Regions from separate parts of the Mus musculus genome. Here all the other regions are linked to region 2. A link is a contact called in public Hi-C and HiChIP or PLAC-seq data. All regions are on one chromosome and are shown on one strand. The core of a region is the stretch at or near the end of the contact, and the rest is flanking DNA. Distances in the headings are between cores, read along the strand shown.

Region 1 (4,392 bases), core at 47-2,546, 260 kb before region 2:
ACACCTACCCAACAAGATGGCCTTAAAAATCTGCCTTCCAGAGAAGATGGAGAGGTGGGAAGCGTGTGCTGACGAATTAGCAGACAACCCTACTGAGAGCAGCTCCTACCACGGAATGACTTGGGAATGAGTAAGGAACAGGGCTGTCCCTAATTAGGAACTGGACTAGGAAAGGTGCTTAGTAGTGAGCCACCAAGTGTGGGTACGGTTAAGGAGTCGGTGCCGAGGCCTGCCCCGAATCCAATCCTGTGTGCAAAAGTGCCCTGGCTGCACTCCAAGCTGAGAGAGAAGCCAAAGCCTGACGTGTTGTGGAGAGGTCTAGGCTTCCCTAAGCCCCTTGCCTGACCCCGTACCTGGATCTGAGCCCAGGACTTTGTGGAGGGTGTGACCCAGAGAGGGCTTGCGACCAGATTCTCCAAGAATCTTGGGAGAAGAAGAAGCCCCAAGCCCTTAGGAGCTCTGAAAGTTCAATTGCAAGAACCTGGGACACACACCTATGCACGAGGGTGTGCACACGCGCCAGCTACCCTCGACTGGATGTCCCCGGGACACTCCAGCTCTCTCTCCTTGGCCCCTGTCTTAGCACATGCCCGGATGCCGCTCTTGCAACACTTGCTGCCCCGCCGCCTGCCGCCCTCCCCAGGGGCTCCACAGTCCCTCCTGCGGCAGACTGGCAAGAACGCCTCTGACGAGAAGGGCAAGTGCTTTCGAACCAAGTAAAATAGAACTTGAATGTAGCTGCTGCTAATAACTCGGTAGTGGTGGTGGTGGTGGTCGTCGTCGTGGCCGGGGGGGGGGGGGGGGGGGGGAGCATTGCGTCAAAGCTTCCGGGAGTAGGAGCTTAACAACCCGCAACCGGAGTATTGTGGAAGGGGAGGCCCGAGGGTGTGAAGTGGAGTATGCAGGGGAGTACTTGAATTTGGAGAGACCGGAGAGAGATCCTCCGGTTTACAGGTGTTGGGGAAGAGAGGACTTCGGATTTATGGTTTACGGATTGAAGCCTTAGGACCCAGGAGTGGAACCGGAGTGCGTCCTTGCATCCTTTTGCTGCCCTGCAGCGGGTTGATTTACAGCACCACGGGTTAACCTATGCCTCGGCTCCTTTAACTGGGACTCATGAGCCCGATCCCAAAGCTGCAAAGAACTGGGTTGCAATTGGCCAGTCCGTGCCTCAGATTGGAGGTACAACTGGCTGAGGCTCTGGGCTAGGTAAGCATTCCCTCACGGGATTGGCCGTGGCTGCCAAAGGGCCCGCCTCCCTACGCATAGGCCTGGGTCGGGTTTGGTAAGGGGCTGTGGGGCCCAGAGATCGAGCGCTTCGGGGAACATGGCGGCGGACCTCGGTCAGATTCCTGATGTAGACATTGATTCGGATGGCGTCTTCAAGTATGTGCTGATTCGAGTCCACTTAGCAGAGCCTTCTGGGGATCCGGCGAAGGAGTGCAAGGAAATCGTGCGTGGCTACAAATGGGCTGAGTACCACGGTGAGGGCGGGGCCTCTGTGCCCTTGGAGGCGGGACGAAGGTTAGGGGCGGGGCCTTACAGTTGCTGGTAGCGGAGTAGTGACTGCTAATATATCATGACTTGTACTAACACATAGCTAGGCTGACCTAGAAACGTCGGGATTTGGGCAGAAAGGAGTGCCATGACTGGGATCTTCTTAATCCCGTCTCTCACTTCGAAAGTGTCTTCTTCCTCCCGTTCATCTTTTTGCCAGCGGGGGAAGGGCTCATCTTCTCTGGGAAAAAGACCACCAAGAGCTGGAGCTTCTGACCCCATATCCAGCCCTAGAGTTCAGTGTGGGGCCAACAAGGGCGGCTAGGGCATATCCTGAGGCCACTCTCCCCACCCCAGCGGACATCTATGACAAAGTGTCAGGCGAGCTGCAAAGGAATGGCTATGACTGTGAGTGCCTAGGCGGCGGGCGCATCTCCCATCAGAGCCAGGACAGGAAGATACACGTGTATGGCTACTCTATGGTGAGCTCCAGTCCCCAGGTCTCAGCCAGACTGCAAAGCTCACCTTTGTGAGCCTGACCCCACCCCCACCCCACCCCACCCCACCCCTCACACCACCATTCAGGCCACCTTTGGGACTCTGAAAGTTGGAGCTACAGAACCCTTACTTAAGGGCTGAATGGGTTTTCCTTTCCCCACGTTTTCCAAATGACACCTTGGGCTACATCCCCGACTTGCTCCAGATCCTGATGGGTCTGTGTCCTGACTCTCTAGGGGCCCTTGGAGCCACCAGTACTGGGGTCAAATTCACAGTTCTATGTTGATCCTTTTTCATAAAGTCCACCTTAGACCCTCAGGCATCACCTGAAGAGCTCTTCAGTCCTCATCATGATCCCAGTATGATTAGGATGGTAGGATCTGCTAACTTTCCCCAGGGCTGCTATTGCTGCGGCTTCTGGGTGGGCTCCCAAAGCAAAAAACTAGCAAACTGGCGGTCATCCTTTCTCTAGGGTTACGGTCGTGCCCAGCACTCTGTTTCAACTGAGAAGATCAAAGCCAAGTATCCTGACTATGAGGTCACCTGGGCTGACGATGGCTACTGAAGCTCTGCCCCACCCCCCACCCCCCGGACTAAGTCAGGTCTCTGCTCTTGCTGTGTTCTGTTTTGAGGGGCTGGCCCTGTGCTTTCCTTTTGTACCTTAGGCAGCATAGCACCTGCCAGGCCTTAGAGGCCAGACCAATCTGGTCCATAGGAATTAAAAGCATTGATATGCCTACTAGTCCCTGACTTGTGTCTTGCCTTCTTTACCTTTGGATTGCACCGGACAGACCTGCTCAGCTTCAGGGGCCCTGGGAACTACTGGTGCACACTCAGCCCCCTAGGTGCAGATAAGGGGGCCCCTGCATTGCAGCCATTTATGGCTTGATTGTTCCTCCATGAAGCTGCTATCCCCAAGGACATCTGGGAGGGGGCCCCACAGGCCTTGCACAAGAAGTCAGTTCCTGGCCACCTAAGGCCTGGGGTGCCCACAAGTGCCCCCTTCCTGTAGTTCATCCAGGAGTCCCACCAGGAAAGGGTCCTGGCAGCCATTGTCCCGCCAGCTGGCAGGCTACATTTTTCATCTGTTCTCAGGCCAAGCCTGATATCCCTGAGTGATCGCAGGAACAGTCATGCTTGTGTCTCCTTCACTTGGGACTTTAACTTAGATGGATCTTAGTCCCAGGACCATTTACACTCTAATTCTCTGCACTAACCCCACTTCACCATACAGGACAGTGGGTAGGCACCAGCTTAACCCCTGCTCTAAAAAGTCTCACACACCTTGTGCCATTATAGTGAGTCCTAGGGAGAGCCAGGGCTGGGGCCTCCCTCACCAGACTTGAGCCAGCCTTCGTCAGCTCTGTAGACGGCACACAGACACTACTGAGAGAGATACCCTGTATAGGCTAGGAGGCAGCTGAGATACCCTGTATAGGCTAGGGGGCAGCTGAGATACCCTGTATAGGCTAGGGGGCAGCTGAGATACCCTGTATAGGCTAGGGGGCTGACCTAAGGCGAGACAAGCCCCAAGGTCTCAGTCAGTCAGTCATAGGCAGATTCTAGTTCCATGTGACAAGATCTTCATAACTCTGACATTCCTCTTGCCTCAGCTGTGGGCCTTTTCATGGGAGAATGAGTTTGTGGGCTCATCAAGACTTTTTCCAATCACCAACCACACAGCACATGATATCTCAGAACAGTTTTTGTTTTGCTTCATTTTTTTAAAAGATTCCTCCTTTTTTTTTTTTTTTTTTTTTTGGAGACAGGGTTTCTCTGAAGATTTGTTTATTTAATGCATATGAGTACACTGTAGCTGTCTACAGACATCAGATCCCATTACAGACAGCTGTGAGTCACCATGTGGTTGCTGAGATTTGAACTCAGGACCTCTGGAAGAGCAGTCAGTGCTGTTAACTGCTGAGGCATCTCTCCAGCCCCTTGTTCGTTTTTTTTGTTTTGTTTTGTTTTGCTTTGAGACAGGGTTTCTCTGTGTCCCTGAACTCTCTTTATAAACCAGGCTGGCCTCAGACTCACAGAAATTGCCCTGCCTCTGCCTCCTGAGTGCTGGGATAAAAGGTATGCACCACACACTTGGCCACTCAGGGCAGTTTTTAAAGATGAATAGGAGACTAAAGATGGAGCTCGGCTGTTAGAGCTTGACCAGGAACAGGAAATCCCCATGTTCAACCTAGAGTACCATATAAACTAGTGCACCTATGATCCCAGCACTTGGGAGGTGGAAGCAGAAGGAAATTATTCCCAGCTACGTAGCAAGTTCAGGCCAGCCTGGTCTAAGTGAGACCCTGTGTCAGTACACACACACACACACACACACACACACACACACACACACACACAATCAGAACAGTTGGCAGAGTGGCACAGCTTGAGTTA
Region 2 (4,101 bases), core at 1,344-3,843:
TCATAGGCCTTGTGACATAAGCCTGGGTCACAAGGATTCATTCACCTCTAGTGAGGATGCAGAGCCCAGTTCTTTCTCAACTTCTGATCTGAGATATGAGGGCAAAGCCCAATGGGCCAGCCTGGGTGGATTAGCAATCCATATTTCACCAGGCAGTGGTGGCACATACCTTTAATCCCAGCACTTGGGAGGCAGAAGCAGGCAGAACTGTGAGTTTGAGGCCAGCCTGGTTTACAGAGTGAGTTGCAGGACACCCAGGGCTACACAGAGAAACCAAACCCTGTTTTGAAAAACAAAATAAAACCAAAAAGCAAAGCGAAAAAACAAAAAAAAGCCACATTTGTCCATGAACTGAGGTCAATGAGTCCTGTCTTAAACTAGGAGTTGGAGAGGGCAAACCCCTTCACAGTTGGGCTGCAATTGGCAGAGCAGTGGAGTAGCATGGGTAGACTCATAAGCATTCATAGTCTCCTTTGTTGATGCTCTTTACACAACAGAGTTTCCTATACTAGCCTGGGGGCAGATCCCATCCAGGGGTTCCACCACAGAACAATTCTGAGCATCTTTGGTCATGTTCACAGCCTTTGCCTCCCCAGGACCCCGTGAGGTCTCAACCCAAGACAGTTTGTCAGTCAGTCTGTTACTGCAGCAGGCAGAAACACGATTGGTGGCTTGTATGACTGTATCCAACCAAGCCCCTGAGGAATAAGAGGGAACAGAGTCAAAAGAGATGGTGGGTCGAAGAGGCTGTGCCTTCTCCCTGCCCTCACTATTGAGCCCTTTCCAAGGAGTTTAGACCAAAAGATTGAGGACCCACAGCCCAAGAAGAGCCCAAGAATTGCTGGCAAATGGGCTCTCAGGAAGGGAAACTCTGTTGCGTGACAAATCTTCCCTGGTATAAATAAGTAGCTCTACCATGGTCAATTTCAGATTCCTACGTGGGAACAACTACCTACTGATCATTGAATATTCAGCAAAAAGATCTAACATGTCAGAAGGAACAGTCTTTGGTTCATGGGGTGGATGGGTGGTTCCTGCCCTATCATGAAGTGACAGAGCCCAGGCCCACCCCTATACAGCCTTCAGGCCCTGACTTGTCAGAAACCACAGATGTCTGGAGATGGCCCCAACATGTGTGCAGATGGTGCCAGCTCCGGGACTCCTGAAAGCTGTTAGAGCCTCGAGGCCATGAGGCTGAGCTCTTTCCTCTGTGTTCTTTAATGCCAGAACAGAGAGTGTGCAGACATGGAACCTCCGGGCAGCAGAGAAAAGAAAGGGAGCCAAGACAGGGGTCTTAGACAGTGCCACAGGCCTGCCTGTCCTCTGCTCTGGAAGACAGCTTTAACAAGAGGACTCAGGAGTGTGAACGTGTGGGTCCAGGATTCTCCCCTGCACTGCTCAGCACATAGGTGTGACGACCTCCTCCTTTATCCCCTAGGAAGCATTTACAGGGGAGCCTGCAAAATCCTGGTTGCTATTGGAAATACTGATGTCACTGGCAGGGGTGGAGCTTCAGCAGTTTTTTTTTTTTTTTTAATTTGGGAAAGGCTGTACTTTACATGGCAGGAGGGGGACAAAGAATTAGGATTGCCAGACTGAGAAACAAGGAGAGCTCTGGGAAATGACTGCTGGGAGCAAGATGCAGTTCACACTGGTGAACAGCCAAAGAGAGGAAGCAGGGAATACAAAATAATCTAATTCAGACAGTGCTGCCTGATGTCTAACCTTGCTTTAGCTGCTATAAACAGCTTCCTCTGTCCTTGGTCTCCTTCAGGTCTCCTAGAAGGTACCACTCTATAGTAGAGGAGCCAATGTCACACCTATTTTTTCTTTTTCTTCTTTTTAAATTTTCTTTCTTTTCTTTTCTTTCCTTTCCTTCCCCCCCCCCCCCCCCGAGACAGGGTTTCTCTGTATAGCCCTGGCTGTCCTGGAACTCACTTTGTAGACCAGGCTGGCCTCGAACTCAGAAATCTGCCTGCCTCTGCCTTCAGAGTGCTGGGATTAAAGTCGTGCACCACCTCCGCCCGGCCGTCACACCTATTCTTAACCTCCAGAAGGGAGTCTAAGTCACGGATCCAAGGTGTGGTGTTCCCCTCCCTCCAATTTGGTTTTATTTATTTATAGACAGATCCTGTTACTCACTATGTAGCCCAGGCTGGCCTTGAACTCTAGCAATCCTATCTCACCCTCTAGAGTGTATCCAACTCTCTCCTATAATACTGAGCCCTATCAGAAGGAAATCACCAATATCCTTCCCCCAGCGGTATAGAGGGACAGGGCCTCTTCCTGACCTTGGAAGAATCAAGTCCCAAAATATTACAAACTGTAGGTAAGAACTTCTACTTGAGCGCGCACACTCAAGCATTCACAATGCATTCCCTCCTGTTTAAATACACTTAAGAGTGCAGGTGCACGTGGTGATAAGAAACCCGGCTCAGCTATCGCAAGTCGGGACCACACGGATGACTGTCCCTGGTTCTCTGTATGCTAACGCGCGTGCACATGCCCACGTGGGCGCGTCTCACTCGCGCGCTCCAAGCATTTACGCCAACGCAGGCGCGCGTCAGGAGGCGCGCGCTCGACTCCGCGTCAGGAAGCGGGGGCGGTGGGAGGGGTAGAACGCGTAGGTCCCGCTCACGACTCCGCAGCTGCTGCAGTCGCCGCAGCATCGGGACCAGTCGCACAGTCCAGGCAGCTGTCTTTTTCGCCTTTTCCGCGCGGGTGTTCGAGCAGCGCCCAATACGCTTCAGCACCTCGGACAGCACCCGCCGCGCTCGCCCTGGGCTCCTGAAGAATCCGCGGGTGCTTGACCGCGCGGGGGCCCGGGGGTCCGTACATCGCGAGGTGGTCGCGCTCGCGCAACCCAGAACCAGGCCCGCTGTGCCCGAGGCTCATGAGCACCATGCACCTGCTGACATTCGCCCTGCTTTTCTCCTGCTCCTTCGCCCGCGCTGCCTGCGACCCCAAGATTGTCAACATCGGCGCGGTGCTGAGCACGCGCAAGCACGAGCAGATGTTCCGCGAGGCAGTAAACCAGGCCAATAAGCGACACGGCTCTTGGAAGATACAGCTCAACGCCACTTCTGTCACCCACAAGCCCAACGCCATACAGATGGCCCTGTCAGTGTGTGAGGACCTCATCTCTAGCCAGGTGACCACTACTTCCTCTCTCCCCTGCTCCTCCACCATCCTCCACTGCCCCAGTTTCATTCGATCCTTCCCTGGTCCTTCTCAGTCTCCTTACCAGACCACCCCAAGCCAACTGGTCCCTGGAAAGGCCTGGGACAAATGTCTGTGTCTGCTGGTTCCCCCTGGACTGGTCCTCAGAGGACCATGTGTGCTGTCATGTGACTATCATTGGTGATCTGTTCCATCTAGTCAGTGTGGTTCTAGACATTTTGAGCACAAGATGGAGGAGCACTTCAGGGAACTGGCTGGATGAGGCCTGGGGCTATCTTTGTTTCTTTCCTTACCTCTCTTCCCTTCCCCCATTCATGGGTCTGCATAGGATGGTCCAGGTGCCAGAGCAAACAGGCTCTGCAGGGGTTGGAGTGAGGACTGCGCATGCCAGAGACACCAAGGCACAGAGTGGGAGCTGAGTGCAGTGTGCTGCAGGGGAGGACATGTTGCTGGTGAAGCTGTCCTCCCCTAGCTGAACTGGCTGCTGAATTCCAATGAAGCCATGAGAGTCACTGCAATGCACCATCTTATGTAAAATGAGGACAGGAACAGAGACTGTGCCAAGTCTATTAATACTTGCTTTTCAAAGGACATCTACATCCATGAACATATCTGCTCACACACATGTTCATGCACATGGCACTAGCACACACTACGTCTCAAAATAACACAGTCAACTGCACATGCTCACTCACACACATCTGTATATCCATGGACACCCTGCTTGATATGGTCAGTGCACATAGCAACACTGCTTCCATCATGAGAGTCCTATATCAAGATAGACACACTGGTGTGTATAGTGCAAACATGCTCCAGCCCTTGCTCAAGAATACCTACATACCTTCATACACATGCATACCTACATACAATGTGACCTAAAGTGTGCAGGCTGGGGATCATGGTGAGGGCAGTGAGAAG
Region 3 (4,326 bases), core at 462-2,961, 240 kb before region 2:
GGCACAACTCCTATTACAGTGTACTGTTACAGCTGTTCTTTTCAACCATTACTTATGACTGGCTTACATGAGTATTTGTCTGCATACAGCGCCCATAGAGCCAGAAGCGGGTGTTGGGGTCCACCAGACCTGGAGTTACTGGCAGGTGTGAACTGCCATGTTGATGCTGGTACCTGACCTTGGGTCTGTAAGAACAGCAAGTATTCTTCACCACAGAGCCAACTCTCCAACCCTTATTACTATTTCTTACTGTGCCTAATCTATAAACTTCTTCATGGGTGGGTATATATGAGTAGGAGAACACACACTACATACAGGATCCAGCACAACTCAGTTTCAGGCATCTACTGAGCAGCCTCAGAATGTGTCCCCAAAGAAACAGGGGTACACTGTACACACATATCTAGATAACATGCATTGAACTACTGCTAAAAGAACCAACTCACTTTTACACTAAGACAGGTGTGAGCTGGGTATGGTGGCACAGGACTGTGATCCTAGCCCTCAGAAGGCTGATTCAAGCCTTCTTAGTGCTAGATACACTAGACCCAGAAATCAATATCAGAGCACGTGCATGCGCACACACAGTACAGGCGACCAGGTTCTTTATTGGAAACAGAGCTAGTTTTCTTCCAAACTCTGCTATAAAGCAGAAAGGTGTGGAATGCTGCCCTGGCTTCTTCGGCCAGTACGGTTCCTAATGAGAAATGACACACCCCACAGTAGTCTCAGTAGTCTCCCTGGGAAGTAGGACCACTAACGATGATGCCTGGGCCACAGTAACTGAGTATTAACATCCTGCTTCAGAGGAGTGGCATGTGAGCGTCTCTGTGTAATATGCTCAGACTTTCTACACACTTAAGGATGATTCCAAGTTCTCCTGAAAAGAGGACTGTGGACTTGGCTTCAACTATGGCAAATAACTCCAGCTCTGGTCAGTACCACTTAGGGAACCACAGCATCCAGGGCTCAGGGACACAGAGTTCACCTATGGAGAGGACATCAGACCAATGTCTCACACAGCCCTCTTTATAGGCTGACATCGCCTGGGTGGGCATCATGGGCAGGAAGCCACCAGTGATGCCAGCACAGGCTGATACCAGGTAAGGGCAAAACCTTCAGCAGGACTGCCCCTACCCTGGTTCCCAAGTTTCCTGCGCCTAATGCCCACGTTGCCCACCCCACATTTAGTGACCAGCCAGGTTCTCTGACCCACACTTGCACCTGTTCTCAATCCTGTTTTCATCTCCATCCAGGTCCTCACCCAGGCCTGTCCCAGTCCAGAGCCCAGGCCACATTCCCATCCCCCTGCTCCGACCTTTGCCCCAGCCTCGCGCAGGTCAGCTGCCCTCTACCCCAGTCTTTTCCCGTACTCCATCTCCAAGGAGTACCTGTTGTCCCCCAAGGTCTCCACCCTCGAAAGATCCGTTCGGGTCCCCACCCACTGCCGGATTCCCCGGCTCGGCCCAGCGACCGCAGAGCGCCGTGCGGCCCGGCAGCTTCCCGCCGCCCCCCGCTGGCTGAGCACCTGCTTAGACTTGGCCTGTGCGGCCGTGGGGCCCTTCTTGCGCAGCACCGTCACGGTGTCCCAGTCACTCTCGGCCATGGCGCGGCGGGGGCAGCGATCCGTCCGGCGGCTCTGGCAGCTGCTCGAGACCCGGCGCGGCGACGCGACGTCCCTTCGTCGCCTCCCCGCTTCCGGCGCCAGCGCCTCGGTCCCGCCCCTGGTTCCCATTGGTCGGTGGTTCCAGGAGCCCGCACTTCCCGAGCTCTGCGGCCAATCCGCACCCGGCTAGTCTAGGGACCCGCGGGGGCTGCCCGCGGGCGGCGCGTGGAGGGCGACGCCTGATCGCCGCCACGGTTCCAGTCCCGTGTCCCTGTGGCTGCGCAGGGCGGAGCGCCAGGGGTGGGAATTGTGTGGGGATCGAAGGGAGCGGAGAGTGAGGGACCCTAAAGGAGAGAAGAGCGGAGAGGACATGGAGAGCAGACGGGAGGACCGAAGAAGAGAGTGGAGGATCCCGAGAAAAAAAGTGCAGAAGAGAGAAGAACCTTAGTAAAAAGAGTGGGGACCCGGAAGAGAGCTGGGGCGGAGAGGGAACACAGGTATCTGCGAGGGGAGTGAGGCACGGAGAAGGGGGCCCTGGAGACCTACACACACGCCATGCTAGCACAGGTGCCGTACAAGTGGGATCCTACTGATCCCAGCCGGTCTCCACCACCTTACTTCTGGAGAACCTGGGCCAGCGTCCCCCACACCAGTGGGTATACACCTGTCTTCCAGGCCACGCCTTAGGAGATCCCAGGATAGAATCCAGGTTCTCTTGTGCTTGTAGCTTGGCATTATACCAGTACTTCGAAGTTCCTTTGGAGGTGCTCTCTGGGAGAGAAACAGCAGCTGGCAAATTTTGTGGGGCCAGAAACATGTGAACCATTGATGGCTTCTTTGGAATACATAGAAACAAAATTACTTTAAAAATAAGCAACTCAGCCTCGAGGTGGTGGTCTTTAATCCCAGCATTCGGAAGGCCGAGGCAGAAGAATCTTTGGGTACGAGGTCAGCCTAGTCTACCAAACGAGCTCCGGGACAGCCAAGGCTACATAGAGAAACTGTCTCAAAAAACAAACAAAAACACCCTATAAATACAAAAATACACACACACCAAAAAAAGGAGCCTGGAGAGATGCTCTCTCTCCAGGAACTGCTCTTCCAGAGATCCTGAGGTCCCAGCAACCACATAGTGGTTCTTGACATCTGTATTTGAATACTATGCCTTCTTCTGATGTGTCTGAAGACAGCTACCGTGTACTCATATACATTAAATTAATAATAATAATAATGTAAATTACTTCTGCAACACCCGTATTTGCCAGGTGGAGATATGAGGATCAGAAGGTCAAGGTTATCTTTAGCTACAAAGCAAGTTTGAGACCTTCCAGGACTACATGGAACCCTGCTTGGGGAGGAAAACAAAATGATTATAGAGGCATAGTGGCTAAGAGCATTTGCTGCTCTTGCAGAGAACCTGAGAACAGCAGGATGTAACTCTAACTCCAGCGGCATTGATTCCCTCTTCTGGCCTCTGAGGGCACTAGGCACACAGTTGGTGTACAGACATGTAAAGGCAAAATGCCCATACACTTAAAACAAGATGGAATACACACCACACACACTCCACACACACACCACACATACATGGTGGTGGTGGTTTGGTTTGGTTGGTTTGTTTGTTTGTTTGTTTAAAGGCTCACTGTGTGGACTGGCTAGTCTGGAACTCATAAAGATCTGCCTGCTTCTACCTCCTGACTAGTGGGATTAAAAGCATGCACCTTCACTCTGGATACCAAAAAATAAAATAAAATAAAATTTTTAAAAAATCACACTTTAATTTTATTTTTAATTAAAAAATGGGGTGATGGCTTTGCAGTAAAAAGCACCGACTGCTCTTCCAGAAGACTTGAGTTTAATTCCCAGCACCTACAAGGTGGCTCCCAGGCATCTATAATTCATCTCAGGGGCTCAGATGCCTTCTGGCCTCCACAGACACGGAACACATGCTGTGCATAGATTTACATGCAGACCAAGTATCCATAAATAGAAAATAAAAGGTTTAAAATCTGTGGGGTTTTTGTTTTGTTTTGTTTTGTTTTGTTTTGAGACAGGGTCTCAGTATGTAACTTTTGCTGGATTGAATTTGATATGTAGTCCAGGCTGGCCTAAAAGATCACAGGGAGCCACCTGCCTCTGCCTCTGGAGGGCTGGAATTAAAGGTGTGCACCACCACTCCTGGCTAAAAAGTTTTAAAATAAATCTTTTTTTTTTTTAAGATTTATTTATTTATTTTATGTAAGTACACTATAGCTGTCTTCAGATACTCCAGAAGAGGGCGCCAGATCTTGTTACAGATGGTTGTGAGCCTCCATGTGGTTGCTGGGATTTGAACTCAGGACCTCTGGAAGAGCAGTCAGTGCTCTTAACCCCCGAGCCATCTCTCCAGCCCTTAAAACAAATCTTAACAGTAAGTTACAGAAATACTTTTTTTTTCCTCCTGATGTGCATTTGTTTTCAATTTGGGGAGGGATGGTATGTGTGTAAGTCAGAGGACAAGGTGGCACACACCTTTAATTTCTGCCCTTGGGAAGCAGAGGCAGGTGGATCTCTCAGAGTCCCAGGTCAGCCAGAGATACACAGTGAGATCCTGTCTCAAAATAAAAAAGTGATAATATAAAATTTTATATTTATATAAATTATATGCATATAAATATATATTCTATACATAGCATATAAGTATAAATTATATACTATATACTTATATAATTTATATTTAT

What was found. A called contact is a pair of places that touch in the nucleus more often than the background predicts. HiChIP or PLAC-seq counts read pairs in DNA pulled down with a chosen protein or histone mark.
Region 1: a contact with region 2 is called in a Hi-C map of cortical neurons, with 2.6 times the contacts expected there. The contact joins the promoter of Phpt1 here to the promoter of Grin1 in region 2. A contact is called at or near these places in 1 of 39 promoter capture datasets (hippocampal neurons), 1 of 484 Hi-C or Micro-C datasets (cortical neurons), 3 of 115 datasets of contacts at active chromatin or transcription factors (embryonic stem cells and pancreatic cancer cells) and 2 of 9 other capture datasets (adipose tissue and liver).
Region 3: a contact with region 2 is called in an H3K4me3 HiChIP or PLAC-seq map of bone marrow-derived macrophages, with 3 times the contacts expected there. The contact joins the promoter of Edf1 here to the promoter of Grin1 in region 2. A contact is called at or near these places in 5 of 39 promoter capture datasets (the SN4741 cell line, embryonic stem cells, liver and 1 more), 1 of 484 Hi-C or Micro-C datasets (embryonic stem cells), 3 of 115 datasets of contacts at active chromatin or transcription factors (bone marrow-derived macrophages, microglia and pancreatic cancer cells) and 2 of 9 other capture datasets (adipose tissue and liver).

Annotation. Positions count from the first base shown.
Region 1 is chr2:25,571,775-25,576,166 of GRCm38.p6, reverse strand. It overlaps Phpt1 (phosphohistidine phosphatase 1), which reads left to right and starts at 1,296. Exons shown (of 3, transcript NM_029293.2): 1 at 1,296-1,484; 2 at 1,855-1,979; 3 at 2,468-2,736. The coding sequence starts at 1,328. The coding sequence ends at 2,560. It overlaps Ajm1 (apical junction component 1), which reads left to right. Exons shown (of 1, transcript NM_001005424.2): 1 at 1-751.
Region 2 is chr2:25,317,679-25,321,779 of GRCm38.p6, reverse strand. Grin1 (glutamate receptor, ionotropic, NMDA1 (zeta 1)) reads left to right here and starts at 2,593. Exons shown (of 20, transcript NM_008169.3): 1 at 2,593-3,151. The coding sequence starts at 2,894.
Region 3 is chr2:25,555,232-25,559,557 of GRCm38.p6, reverse strand. It overlaps Edf1 (endothelial differentiation-related factor 1), which reads right to left and starts at 1,711. Exons shown (of 5, transcript NM_021519.2): 1 at 1,529-1,711. The coding sequence starts at 1,606. Gm35476 (a long non-coding RNA gene) reads left to right here and starts at 2,030. Exons shown (of 4, transcript XR_866044.3): 1 at 2,030-2,103.